Regions from separate parts of the Zea mays genome. Here region 1 is linked to region 2. A link is a contact called in public Hi-C data. All regions are on one chromosome and are shown on one strand. Each heading gives the region's core, a stretch centred on a gene start, on an enhancer-like site or on the middle of the called end of the contact. The rest is flanking DNA. Distances are from core to core; before and after follow the strand shown. Region 1 holds the start of LOC100281048 (glucose-6-phosphate/phosphate translocator 2). Region 2 holds the start of LOC100272617.

Region 1 (6,897 bases), core at 2,817-5,316, 190 kb before region 2:
GATTGCAAAACGCCTGCCCTTTATAGAAGGCCCGCCGCAACCCTTTGATTCGATCTGCTAAATTTCAGGAACCGCCCTCTAGAATATCTCTACGTGCAACCGCCCGGAGATCGTGCACGTAACGTGTGTGTGCCCATTACTCCGGGTTGATGTGGCAGTCTAGGTATGATATTTGAAAATCAAATAAACAAAAGGCAAAAATTAAACTGTCGTTTAGAACACGTCACGACGCGATCGCGCATCGGCCGAAGTCACAAGTCATGCGATAAATAACGCGAAACGCGAGCGAGCGTGTGTGGCAGCCTCCATACCCCTTTATTTGTCTAATATGAAGAGTACTGAATACTCTCACATATAAGCTGGTTCTCTCCTATCTAGATGAGCAAGATGAGACTAAAGTCCCGTGCCATCTTTACACACCACATTGGCTTCCTTATTGAACTGGGTTACACACTAGTGAGTCTAATTTCAACAATAGTGTTTGCCGATCGAGTCAGAAACATGGAAAGATCTCAAGTACTGTTTGCCACGAGTCTCCATCGTGCTCGGAGCGACCGCCACTAGCTATATACACTGCTATAGCTAGGTGACAAATTAAGACGACGTTCCTCTCAAAACAAACAGGGGACAAAAAGAAGCTACGTGACAAAGATCGGGGCGCAAACGTGAGTCGGAGAAAAAAATATGGCACCGGGTTCCGACGCGCGGCTAGGTACGGTCGTGCAAGAGAAACCATGAGGCCTACATGATTTCCACACTCCTTTTTCCTTTCACGCACACGAGCGAGTCCGTCCACGACCACGAGTGTGTGACTGTGTGAGTGATCCGATCTGGACGCAAAGCTACCTGGCAGGCCCGGACATGGCGCTCCGCTCCTGATATCTCCGGCCGCATGTATGCACAAACCGTCGTTGGGCAACATAGCTTGAGGGTGCTAACTGCTCGGCAACTAACTCTGCAAGGTCCATGTTTAAGTCTGGGTCCTTTTATTTCATTTTGTTTTTTCCTTTCAAAAGGGAAAAAAACAAAATGAAACTTACTTGTAGTTTAAAGTCGTTGTAAGAACCTTGCTATGTATCTATCGAACAAGTCGGCATAAGTACGTACCTGGCATCACGAACGATCTAACGTGCAATAATGCTGCATATATATCTGACACGGCATTGCTCCATCGAGCATTCGAGCCCGTCAGTCAGCGGCAGAACTCGTGAGTCGTGACCCTGAGAGGGTGCATGCTGCTTAACTTGCTCAGCTCAGTACCGCTCATCAGTTCATCAGCTCACGATGGAATGGGTCCTACGACAGCTAGCCAGCGCGCTGCTCATGCCGTGTCACCTAATGTAATCTGAATATCTGATCGTATAGTAGACTGTCCTCCTTTAAGAGCAGACCGTCTTCAGACCAGACCGTCCGGTCATGCCCAGACGTTACTCAGCATCATTCAATCGCTATTTAAACCGAACCTGAAAGAGCCAAACCAACTAGTAGTAGCGGAGATACACAAGCAGAAGGGTTAAGCACACATGTTAACTTTGTCGTGGTCCGACAGTTTTTTTTTACCAAATTATGTAGAAAATTACCAGTCGAATCTTGTTTCTCAAGAAAACACCGAAACATGTCACGTAAGATCACGAGTGATCCGGACGCGTGGTCCATATGTCGAGCCCTACCGCTGTATATATCCCCGTCCCCTGAAACCAACAACCACCAAAGATCTTTGGAAAAAAAAAAAAAGATTGGTGTAAATATATGCGTCGAGGACGAAGAAAAAATATAGAGTTTTTGATACTCTGTGTGCGACAGAGAATTCGTAACCCGTATCTCTCGCCCTTTTTTTCTTCTGGAAAGTAAGTGAAAGCGTGACGCCTGCTACCGCAGGCCGGCGGCACTCCTTGAAATGGTATACACTTGCTCCACCGCAAGCAATCCCCTGAACCTGGGGTGGTCAGTGCTCGTGAACCCGCAGTCCACAGAAACAAACCCAAAACGAACGCAATGCCGTCCGACTGCCAAATAAAATCGTCGGCCGAGGTAACTGTCTATAACCTTCCTCAAAACGATCCAGCGACCCCTCACGGCCCCATGACATAGATCGGTGCACAAGCATGCGTCATGGAAAAAAAACAAGCATGCTCAGTACCATATGTTCCAACTTCCAAGAAAACACACAGACATTGTCACGTCACACCACACACCGCGAGTGCGGCGGTCCTGAGTGAGAGGCGCTCGATCACTGCTCGCCAAATCACGGTCCACGGAGGCCAAAGCAAGCGAGGGCGCCATCAATCCGGGCAAGCAACTAGGACTCTAGGAGGATCACCGCCGGGGGGGCATGCAAAAATCTCGCCGGAACCGAACAACCGGCGCAGGCGTCTGGCCCGCGCACGTGCCCGCGGATCGCACGGACGGTGGGCACGGCAGAGCGCTGCGCCTGCGGGGCCGTGGGCGCCCTCAGCCGTGAAACGAGAATCGCGCCGGTTGGGGTGTGGGGGTGGGCGAGAGCCGATCGACGGTCACGACTCACGAGGGAGCAGGAGGCAGGCGAGGCGACAGGGGAGGGCCCGCGTCGAGTGGGGCTGACGACGGGGACACGGGGGCAAGCGCGCGTCGTCCGTTCGGTCGCCGGCCAAAGCTTTGCCTCTCTCTTGCCGGCGGTGAGAAGAGAACGGTTTACTGCGCGTTTTGATCTCGTCTCTCCGTCGTCACGAGTTCCCGACCCGTGCCAGGTTTTTTGTGGCCACTGCCGGCCGGGCGCCGGCGTGGATCGCTGTTGCCAGGTCTGACCCGCAGGCCGCGGCACGCGAGGGCCGTCCAGGTTCAAGCGGTAGGACGTATAGGAGGGAAGGGAGCTTTGTACTCTTGCAGCCATTGTCATCTTCCTTTGCAAATCTACGTTATTTTTTTTCTTCTTCAAACGGCTCATGTATGCAGTCTAGCACATATCCAGAATTGAGGGGGAAAAAAACTTAGAGCTACAGTACAACTTGCAATTCTTGCAGGCTGCAGCCATGTGAAAGTGTCTCTATGGGTGACCGGACGTACAGTACGACTATAGAAGCACAATTCTCAGTGATCTGCGTTCAGACTTGTCATCACAAACAAGCGAACAAAAAAGTAGCAGTCGTCTCTCATTTTTTTTTTGTGAAACGTGAAAAATGTGTCGACCAATTTTCTACGGAGTGTGTTGTTGCAGCAGCACGTACGTACAAAATGCGAAACGTTTCTGCGCAGGTCGGACTAATCGACTGAATGATATTTGAGTTTCAAATTACTTCCCTTGGAGTACATAAAAAAACCATTCCACTACCGTCTTACCATATGTTAATACTCCCTCCGTTTCTTTTTATTTGTCGCTGGATAGTGTAAAATTGCACTATCCAGCGACAAATAAAAAGAAACGGAGGGAGTATTAAATAGGTATATAGACGTTACAACATTCCGTACCTAGGCGAAGGTATATTTTGCCATGAAACTAAATGACATATAGCTCGCATACTTTGCACTAAGACTTTGTGGTTATTCCCTAATTGAGCCAAATCATATGGTGCTTTGCCTATATATGATACCATGGGTGCCAATGTAGCTATTCCTGTTCTATCTACACTGGTATTAAATTATATAGAATCAGAAATTTGAGATAACCACTCATGTGGGAAAAAATACCTATACATCTATATACATGCAACAAGCAGTAAAATATAGCTAATTGTAGGTAAAAATTAGACAAAACTATATATTTATAGTATAAATATTATCTTTCTTTAGGCTTTCCAAGATTTCTGGGTCTGTCACTGGACACATGAAGCATGGTAAGAAAATAAATATGCTTATATATAACTCAAGGGAGTGTAATAAATGAACAACAAATAATAATAAAAGTGAAGCATCGAAATTAAAAAAACGGAAAACACTTGAAACCATAAAATCCTCATGGGTAAATGTAAATATTAAAAAAAGCTTTACAGATCCAAAGTGCCAAATCGCCTTCCTTCTACTTCGCGCTCCCTATAAATACCTTGTACTTGTACCCCGCCATTCCCATTCCCATCAGAGAAGAGATAACCACACGTCCACACACCACAGACCACACGCACGGTACAGCCTCTCCGCAGCTGCAGGTGCATGCTGTTCTCCGACGAGACCCCAAGAACTCGCCAACCTATCCCAATTCCCAGCCACCCTTCCCTCTTTCACAATGCTGGCCTCCGCCGCCACCGTCAAGCCCTCCACCGCCGCGGCCGCGGCCACCTGCAAGGCGGCCTTCAAGCCGCTCCACCTCCCTCCCCTCCCCGCCGCCGCCGGCCTCAGGCCGCTCTCCCTCTCCGTCTCCGCGCGCCCGCTGTACCGTCAGGAGCATGTCCTGGCATCCGTGGCGGTGGCGGCGGCTGGGCGCAACGAACGCGCCACGTCCCCCGCGCCGCCGTCCGCCACCGCTGACGGCGCCCGGCCGCTGGAGGTCGCCGCGCCGGCGGAGACGGGTCGGCGCGCCAAGATCGGGGTCTACTTCGCCACGTGGTGGGCGCTGAACGTTATCTTCAACATCTACAACAAGAAGGTCCTCAACGCGTTCCCGTACCCGTGGCTCACGTCGACGCTCTCCCTCGCCGCCGGCTCCGCCATCATGCTCGCGTCCTGGGCCACCAGGATCGCCGAGGCGCCCCAGACGGACCTCGATTTCTGGAAGGCGCTGACTCCCGTGAGTATCATCGGCGCCGATTAATTCCTCCCTAAAGATCTCTTCTTCTAGATGCGGCTCTGTCTCGGTGTGGTGCTGATGCGAATCGTCTCGTTCTCAGGTTGCGATCGCGCACACGATCGGGCACGTGGCGGCGACGGTGAGCATGGCCAAGGTGGCCGTGTCGTTCACGCACATCATCAAGAGCGGGGAGCCGGCATTCAGCGTGCTCGTCTCCAGGTTCTTCCTCGGCGAGCACTTCCCGGCGCCGGTCTACTTCTCCCTCCTCCCCATCATCGGCGGATGCGCGCTCGCCGCCGTCACCGAGCTCAACTTCAACATGGTTGGTGAGTGACATTGAAATCGCCAGTTCCTGAATCATATCTCGGAGATACTTATGCTGATGACACATGAGAAATATCCCAGAGATAGTTTTCACGCCGGTTTCCACAGATAGTTTGTGAATACTGATTTTTTAACGCCCAATAATCAAGTTTTTTTAAAAAAAAAATACTAATTCTGTGCCAGATCTTGACACCTTGTACTTGTAGCAGTCGAAATCCCAAACTTTGTCAGTCACTCTGAACAGCATATTCAGAAGAAGGGTGACTGAACCTGTGTTGTTGTAACCCACCGCAGGATTCATGGGGGCAATGATCTCCAACCTGGCATTCGTCGTCCGGACCATCTTCTCCAAGAAGGGGATGAAGGGCAAGTCCGTGAGCGGGATGAACTACTACGCCTGCCTCTCCATCATGTCGCTGGTGATCCTCCTGCCCTTCGCCGTCGCCATGGAGGGGCCCAAGGTGTGGGCAGCGGGCTGGCAGACAGCAGTCGCCGAGATCGGTCCCAACTTCGTCTGGTAAGCTCACATGCTAGCTCCTTGGACCACTCACATGCTGGCTGCCATGCTAGCTGTTTAAGATTTCGTGTGTTCATTACCCGGAATTTCCAGGCCTCGGATCATTCTTAAACACGGTCTGCTCACTGATCTGTGTCAAAAGTATCTAGCATTGCCTCCCGAAAAGAGCAGTTGCGTGTGTAGGGACAGAGCATGGTACCGAGATATGATATGATATGAATTGTATGGTCTGCAATAGTCTGGTCGTCTCGCAGGAGCAGAATCGATTACCGTTTCGATATTTCCGTGATAATCAATCCAGAGCTGGGTTCGTGTGGCTAAATTAAAGGCTTCCTCTGTGCGTGTGCGTGGGCGCAGGTGGGTGGCGGCGCAGAGCGTGTTCTACCACCTGTACAACCAGGTGTCCTACATGTCCCTGGACGAGATCTCGCCCCTCACCTTCTCCATCGGCAACACCATGAAGCGCATCTCCGTCATCGTCGCGTCCATCATCATCTTCCAGACGCCCGTCCAGCCCATCAACGCGCTCGGGGCCGCCATCGCCATCCTCGGAACCTTCATCTACTCCCAGGTAATAGCTCCACTCCACACGGCTTGTTTCGAATTTTGATATCACAAACGCTGAGTTCTGACGAAACCGTTGGACGTTCCAGGCCAAGCAGTAGCCGCCCTTGGCGCGCGCGTCTGGCTCTCAGGCCTCAGTTCAGTTCACCGCCGAATCAGCTCGGCGCTCGAAGATATAACAGATTATATAACTTTTGAGGATATCTACCTAGCTTGTATAATAGTATTATTACTAGATCCTCTCTTCTTTTTTTCGTATTTTCTTTTTTCCTAGGACTAGCTTATTACTAGATCATTTCGTCGTCGTGTTTTCACTATGACTATGATGGCGTAGAGAGAGAGAGAGAGATGGATCCATCTAAATAAAAAAAAAGGTACCGGATCTTGTTTTGTCTCTGTGCTTTTGTTGCCTCCGGATCCTGCCTGCGTGCGGTCCAGAAAAGCAATGCGTGGCTCAGAATGCATCGGGCAGCCATTCCATGTTTGACAAGGTCGGTTAGGCCATCTTGTTCTCTTGCTGGTGAGGTGAGCGGTGACAGGTACAGCATGCATGGCCATGGCGGGAAGCGCTGTGCAATTTGCACACTGAGATCTTTGCGACGGATTCAGCGTTGGAGCGTAGCTCATCGTCTTGTTGTGCCCCTTGGCAGACTTTTATGGCCGTCCGTGTAACACCGTCTCGCAGGAGGCAGATACCCCTGCTCCTGATCCAATGAACAACCTCAACCTTATGGTGCTCTAAGGGCCGGCCCGTCACACTCTGGACTCCAACTCAGATGTATCTTTCGCGCTTTTT
Region 2 (7,292 bases), core at 2,811-5,310:
TCAATGTCATTATTGAAAAGGTTTAAGTGGTGTTTGAATGTACTAGAGCTAATAGTTAATTGGCTAAAAAGTTGCTAGTGAAATTAGCTAGCTAACAAATACCTAGCTAACTACTCCATACGTCCCAGAATTTAAGGCGTAGTCATTTTTTGTTCTTATCCCACAATATAAGACAACGCTATAGAGAGAATTAAATGCATTTCTTGGTCTTTGAACTTATATACTAAGACGGAGGGAGTATTAACTAATTTACTAAAAATAGCTAATAGCTGAACTATTAGATAGAGTGTTTGAATGTCTTCACATAATTTTAGCTAATGATTATTAGCTCTAGTGCATTTAAACACCCGTTAATACCACTTGCCTGCATATGCCACATCTTAAATAGTGATGGCTATTCATAAATATCTCTCAAGGCATCATTTAGATAACGTTGCAGTGCGAAGTTGGTAACGCGACTGAAAAACATCCATGCAACATAGTTTTCCAAACTGAATTAACTGGTGTAGTATGGGATGATTTTGGACATATTACTAAAAAATATCAGATGTGACTGTTCCTTAAATTATCATTTATCTTAGATGTGACTGTTCCTTTTCTGTTATAATATGTCCAAAATCATCCCATACTACACCAGGACCATTTCCTTCAGGGATCAGAATGAAAGATTTCATTCAAACGAGCGCTTCTCAGTCACACCTTTGTATTATTAATAATTTGTCACTAAACACTATCTGCAAAAGCTAATGACGAGAACAGAACCATGTATCAGCAAATTATGTTTCCCCCCTGTGTGCTCGTTTGTGCAAAAATTAACAAATACTTTTGATCCTGAACTTAGAGTGTATGACTCTCTTAGTTTACCTCCGCAACACCATTAATATTAATTCATGGTCGTAGTGTTGTTGCATCAAAAATACTCGTGGCTGAGCAGGCAGGTCTAACTGAACAGAGGAAGATGGCTCATTTTACTTTGACCTCAAATCAAATACTTCACAAAACGAGCAAATGAAGAAGGCTCATGCCACCTGCGGCGAGCACGACCTGCCACACTCCTATCGTCGTCATGATCACCAGCTCCGACGCATTGGTGCACCACCACAGCAGCTTCGTCATTTCACTAGCCTTTGCCCTCCACCACGTGATTCGCTTGCTTTTCCACTTCCCACAATCGTCTTCTCCGCCACCGTCGTGGCCATCGACCGTCGAGAGTAGGGGCGAGAAGAGGAGAGACGAGCTAGGATGGGACGCGGGGGTATGCGGCTACCTTATTCAAATATTTGCCAGGGTGCGCACACGCGAAGCCGAGGAACACGACGATGATTTCGCTCGCTTTATTGCGCACGCGCGAAGGGCGCGGAGGAGGGTTGCGGCCCTCAACCGTCGTCTCTGCTGTCATCGTGGCCATCGATCGTCGAGAACGGGGATGAGGAGAGGAGAGGCCAGTCGGGATGGGACATGGGTATGCGGGTAAGGCCTTATTCGTTTGTGCCGTATTGGTGGGTCGGAAGATTTCTAATCGGATTGCTTCTCTAATTTATATAAACTTTGATTAGTTGGAACGATTCTGGGTGCAATTCGACGTAAACGAACAAGGCCTAAGGAGTTTGGGATGATTCAAAAAAATTGAAGGGATTTTTAAAAATAATGACATAGGACGACCGTCGAAACCGGTATTTTAATATAGTAAAGGAAAGAAAGATTGTGCTTAGATGGCCTTCAACAGTTTCGTTGTCTGTTACTCCTCTATGGGCCTGTTCGGTTTAGCTTTTTCTGATCAGCTTTTCTGAGAATCTGGTTATGTGAAGAATTTGGATGTGGAGAGAATCTAAGTATCATTGAGATTACGTGCGGAGGAAGATGAAGTTATCCATAAAGTTTAGGATATAGAGAGTGACATATTCCTACTATTGCAATGATTCGACGAATTATGTGTTTATGCTGATTTTGGATGGTTTTTAACAAATCGATTTTATATAAGTTGATTGAAAAACTAAGCGTTTGGTAGTCCGCAACAGCTTTTGGTGTCCAGAAGCTGTAAAAAAGCTAAAACAAACCGGACCTATGTTACGTGTACATGTGTCCATCGAGTCCCTTCATCTGTCCCTCCTCCATTGCCCCTCAACAAGGATAGAAAAGGAAATCCTCCTCTACACAGGGAACTCTAATCTCCTTGTTGCAATAACCAATGTTTTTTAACTACAAAATTAAACATTTTCAAGTTTAATTAACTGCTAACAACTATATTAAAATATTACAAATAATGTAGTACTTTTTAAAACTCTAAGAATTGATGTAAAAAAGTCAAATATCTAAGTTAAAGTGTATAAAGGGAGTCGAATATGGGGAATTGTTGGACACAAGGAGAAATATAGGAAAAGGGGAGGTATTTAAATATTAATAGAAAGTACGAATAGTGGGATTTGAGAGGGGGAATAGTTGGATTCGGCCTTTGGTCTAGAGATGGTAACGAGTATATATTCGTCGGGTAATATGATTCTATATCTGTACCCATTAAAAATGTTTACTCATCGGTTACCCATACTAACTTGCGCGTTTTTTACCTATATGGGCTATACTCGTACCCGCACGAGTAATTTACCCATCGGATTACCTGTATCCACTAGAAAAGTCTAAAATTCAAATACATAAATCACTCAAAAATATCAAACAAACACATAAAAAAGTTTAGTTTAAAATATCACAAAACATAAACATATGATAATGTAACTCGAAGATTTTTATTTTAGCTAAGTTGGGCTTTAATTAAATAGTGATAATGATATGGTGCTAGTATATTTTATCCACGACCACCAGTACACGAGTATTAGTAGTACCTATCCATACTTGTACCCGTCTACTTGACAAGGTAGATGTTCTTAACTATTAACATACTAACGGGTAAAAAAAAACATTCCATACTCGACTTTATATCGGGTATTCGGGTTTTTGGTATCCATTGCCATATCTACTTAGGCCACTCTCAATGAATATTTTTATCACACTGTTTTTTAGACTGCCATATCAATATTTGTGTAGGAAACAAGGACTCTAGAGTTTCATTCCCATGAAACTCTCTCATCTCCCATAAAACTTCATTTTTCTTCATTAATTTGCATACCATGTCATTCTGTTTATTTAGATAATATGCCATTTAGGCTCGTTTGTTTGAGCCAAATTCATTCAGGAATCATTTTGATTGATCAAAACTTATATAAATTAGTCACGCAATCCAGCTAGGAATCGTTTTAGACAAGGGATTCGTGGAAACCGAATGAGCCCTTAATAAGAATGAAACTTCCATGATAGTGGCTTAGAGCAACTCCAACAATTCTTTTAAAAAACTTTCTAAACTCATATTTAGCAAGTTGCTAAATAACTATCGAGAGAAAAAATAGTTTGATGTTCAACGATTCCTAATATTTAGGGAATAATTTAATTTTGATCTAATTCTAGCATGCATGCTCTCGTCGAACCTGGCTGGCAACAGAGTCGAGAACATAGGACATTGAAGTCAGAGGATAAAGCCGGACGACACGACTTGTGGGGGAGCATTGGTCTGACAACACGGCCTTTGGGTGGTGGTGGTTTAATGGTGAAGAAAAAGCTTGTGTCACGTGCGTCATACCTAGCTGTCTCGTTGCATGGGAAAGGGGAAAAAGCACACGTGACCTAGCTACCTTGCTATGCAAGAAAATGAAAAAAATGAGCATGTAGGTATGAAGAAATCAACGTCAACTATGTTTAATGAGTTACTGTCTGGTTGCCAAACTTAAATAGTAAATAAGGTTGATAACAAATACCTAAATTTAGGGAACTATTGGAGGAACATTTTTATGTTCACTTCTTAAATTTAAAAATTATTTGTTGTTTAGACAATTGGAGTTGTTCCTGGCCCCACATCAACAACACATCGCGTCCTGCCGTCGTGACCATAGCGAAACCCACATTTCGGGCAGTATACGCTGACAGCTGACTGGAGGACCCGATCACCCGACTGTACGTCGTAGATTTTGGAAGCTCGTAAAACCCACAACGAAAAGACCAAATAAACCCAGAAATTCCACAGAGAGAAAACCAAACGAACCAAACAAGCGCAGGCGCAAACGCAAACGCCTCCCTTCTTCCCTCCGTTCGTTCCATCGTCGCTCCCTACTCCGGGGCGCCCTCCCTCGGTTTCTTCCTCGTCTCGAGCTCTCGTCTAGACGTCACTGTCCTCGCACCGCTCCCTTCTCCGGCATCCGAGCCGTAGCCCTGCCCTCCGCATCCACAATTTGATGCGGAGGGCTCGGCCGCCATGTCGTGGGGCCTCGGCTGGAAACGCAGCTCCGAGATCTTCCACCTCACGCTCGACTATGGGGACTACGACGACAACGACGACCATCAGCCCTCGTCCCCGTCCCCTCCGGCGTCCTCTTCCCCTTCCGCCTCGGCATCGTCGACCCCGGTATCCTCCTCCTCGCCCACCGCCACCCGCAACGGCGACGTCGGCTTCCGCATCGAGCTCGAATGGTCGGCGGGGGACGACGAGGATCAGGTCGCGCTCCGCCTCCAGTCCCAGCTCATGGTCGCGCTGCCCCCGCCCCACGACGCCGTCTCCGTCGACCTGATCCCGAGAGACGACGGGGAGGAGGAAGTGGTGCAGATCGAGATGCGTGTGGTCAGGAGGCGGGAGGCACTGCGGTCCGTGCGCGTGTCGCGGGCTCCCGGATCCGCGCTGGGCAGCGGCGATGGCGCGGGGGTGCTCGCGCGCCTCATCAGATCCAACCTCGCGCCCGCGCCTGCCGTGGATGGCCCCACAGCCGCCGCGGGCGTGCCAGTGCTCGCTGATCACTGGCGGCCCGTCGCCATGCTCAGCCTCTGCAACTGCGGAATGTCGGTAAGTTCGTCCTTCACTACATTGCCTCTCATCCAAGCGGAAAATTATTCCCACCAGCTGTCATTTCTATGCGCACTAGATTGACTCACAATCTATGTAAGAGTTGTAAGGGCCTGTACAACCCAAAGTACATGACTATATACATATCGTGTCTCGATTGTATTTATTATTTAGAGGCTCAGTATTGTATCATATAGTCTCTTAGTTGTCTCTTATACTTGAAAAACTGAGCCCTATGGCTGTACATGCCCTATGGCTGTATGTTAGTCTGACTACAGCAGTTCATCCAAAGTTTACCTATAAGCATTCTGCACTGTAGACTTACTGTTTGTAGATTGAAGTTTGAATATGTGTATGGATAAGCTGCTGAAGATAGTCTTAGAGTTGTAAGATTATACTTTTGGGATTGAGAGGTAACGTCATGTGAGCGAAATCAATAAAAATGATGGCGGTGGCCTTCCCTTTGCTGCCCGTGTAGAGATTACATCAGATTGGATCTCGTGTGAGTGTATAACGAATATGTACTTCGAACCAGTGTCATCTTTTTTTGCTTAGTTATCTACGCGATGTGATGGGGGCCATAAGGAATAGTTTGTTGTGTCTCTGATTAGGGCATGAGCGTGGTGTCTAACATGATTGCCTGACTGAATTGGGTGAGATCAACCCAACATTATCCTCCTTTCATACTTAATGGCTCATACTTAAAACTTAATTTTTAACTGTTTAATTTCTTAACTTACAATGCTCATACCTGATTGACTATGGAAAACTTTGAACTAACTACTAAGTATGTTAACAAGTTGATCATCTTTTCACTTTTAATCAAGCATATATCTGATCTGTACAGAAGTATAGCAATGGGACATTGGTTAGTAAGTAGTAACTGTACTTGCAAGACATCTTGCCACTCCTATTCATGTTATGTTAAAAATCCTAGCATTTTAGGAGTTTGCCAAGGGGTCAGACATTTTTTCCGATCCAGTGGAGCATGCTGGTGAAAGGCCAAAACTGTGATTCTATTCTTTATCCTTTTAAAAAGGATCAGCAGTTAATTGAATTGGACTTGGTCGGAATGGACTCCCCCCCTCCCACTAAATTTGAGCATTTCCCAATTGGAATAAAATGATTTAGTGCGTTGTTATACCATTTTTCATTCATGACAGTGCCAATACAAAGGAAATGAGGCCATGCTACAAAAGGGTCGTAAGATGACCCTTATGATGGTCAAATGAATCCTGCTGTGAGCCCATTACTTAAATTGCACATACATGTATGTTTACTCGTGCTATATTTATCGAATATTAAAATGTGATGATTATAGAGGGTAAAAGAAAATCACTTCTATAATGCATATGCTTATGCAATTAGCTGCTAAGTCAGCAATTCCAAGAAAGCTCTAAGTTTAGCATGGAGAAAATGGAGGAAGAGATAATTTCTTGTTACTTTGCTAAATCATCTTCTTGTATGGCACACTATTATCTGACATAAGCTTACTTTTTGATGTATTTTTGTTGGATGGCAAAAAGGGGCATTCAAGGTCTCCCATAAAGGGAAGGAAACAGATAGAATATTTCTGGTTATTGTCACAGCAGATATACTAAACTGGGCCTGGGTAGTCAGTCAGACCTTTCGAATGGCTACAACTACAAGTGTGTATGCCCAATGAGAGTTTGGTATAAGCTTTTCTTTGCCTCAGATAAGCAGAAAATCTGCATGCCATTTCATTAAGAAGAGTAACAAGTTACAAAACCAAAAAGAGAGAGAAAAACAAAGAAGCATCCCTGATTCAAACGGTCAAACCTTAGAACATGTGCACCACAAAAACAAAAACAAAGAAACAGCCAAACTGAACTGTAAACTGGATGTCATTTATTTCAAGAGTCTGAAAACATATTTTCAGGCAAATCTGTAAATGAGAGGTAAAAGCAACACAGGATATAGGAATGCTGCATTATTATTGCTGTTTCTGCTTTGGGAACAATACAGTGTATGTGTTGAGTAAATCCTCAAATTTCATGTTGCCTTCGGCTGTTCGTCAGCTATATATATGGCTATGAAATTTAGGGCGCTGGTTGGAGATAATTATCCAGTCTAACCATGGAGTCCTACAAAATTTTGGCAGGTACTTCCAGTTGAGTTAACTCGCCTTCCACTTCTCGAGAAGCTATATCTTGACAACAATAAATTGTCAGTTTTGCCCCCTGAAGTTGGTGCTTTGAAGAATATGGAAGTGCTGTCAGTTAACAACAACATGCTAGTTTCTGTCCCTGGTTAGTCTGCACTGTGTACATGCAATCAAATCTATATAACTCAAAAGCTGGTGCTTTATATCTTCTAGTTTGTGCAGACTTCCATTTGCTCAAGATCATATCAAAATTGCCCTTGGCCCTTGCAAAAATCTTAGTTTTATTTC

Evidence for each region. A called contact is a pair of places that touch in the nucleus more often than the background predicts.
Region 1: a contact with region 2 is called in a Hi-C map of tassel, with 4 times the contacts expected there. The contact joins the promoter of LOC100281048 here to the promoter of LOC100272617 in region 2. A contact is called at or near these places in 3 of 25 Hi-C or Micro-C datasets (endosperm, leaf and tassel).

What each region holds. Positions count from the first base shown.
Region 1 is chr7:162,812,714-162,819,610 of Zm-B73-REFERENCE-NAM-5.0, reverse strand. LOC100281048 (glucose-6-phosphate/phosphate translocator 2) reads left to right here and starts at 4,066. Exons shown (of 5, transcript NM_001367337.1): 1 at 4,066-4,696; 2 at 4,797-5,022; 3 at 5,315-5,537; 4 at 5,895-6,108; 5 at 6,191-6,483. The coding sequence starts at 4,196. The coding sequence ends at 6,202.
Region 2 is chr7:162,624,183-162,631,474 of Zm-B73-REFERENCE-NAM-5.0, reverse strand. LOC100272617 reads left to right here and starts at 4,060. Exons shown (of 18, transcript NM_001359664.1): 1 at 4,060-4,879; 2 at 7,002-7,149. The coding sequence starts at 4,298.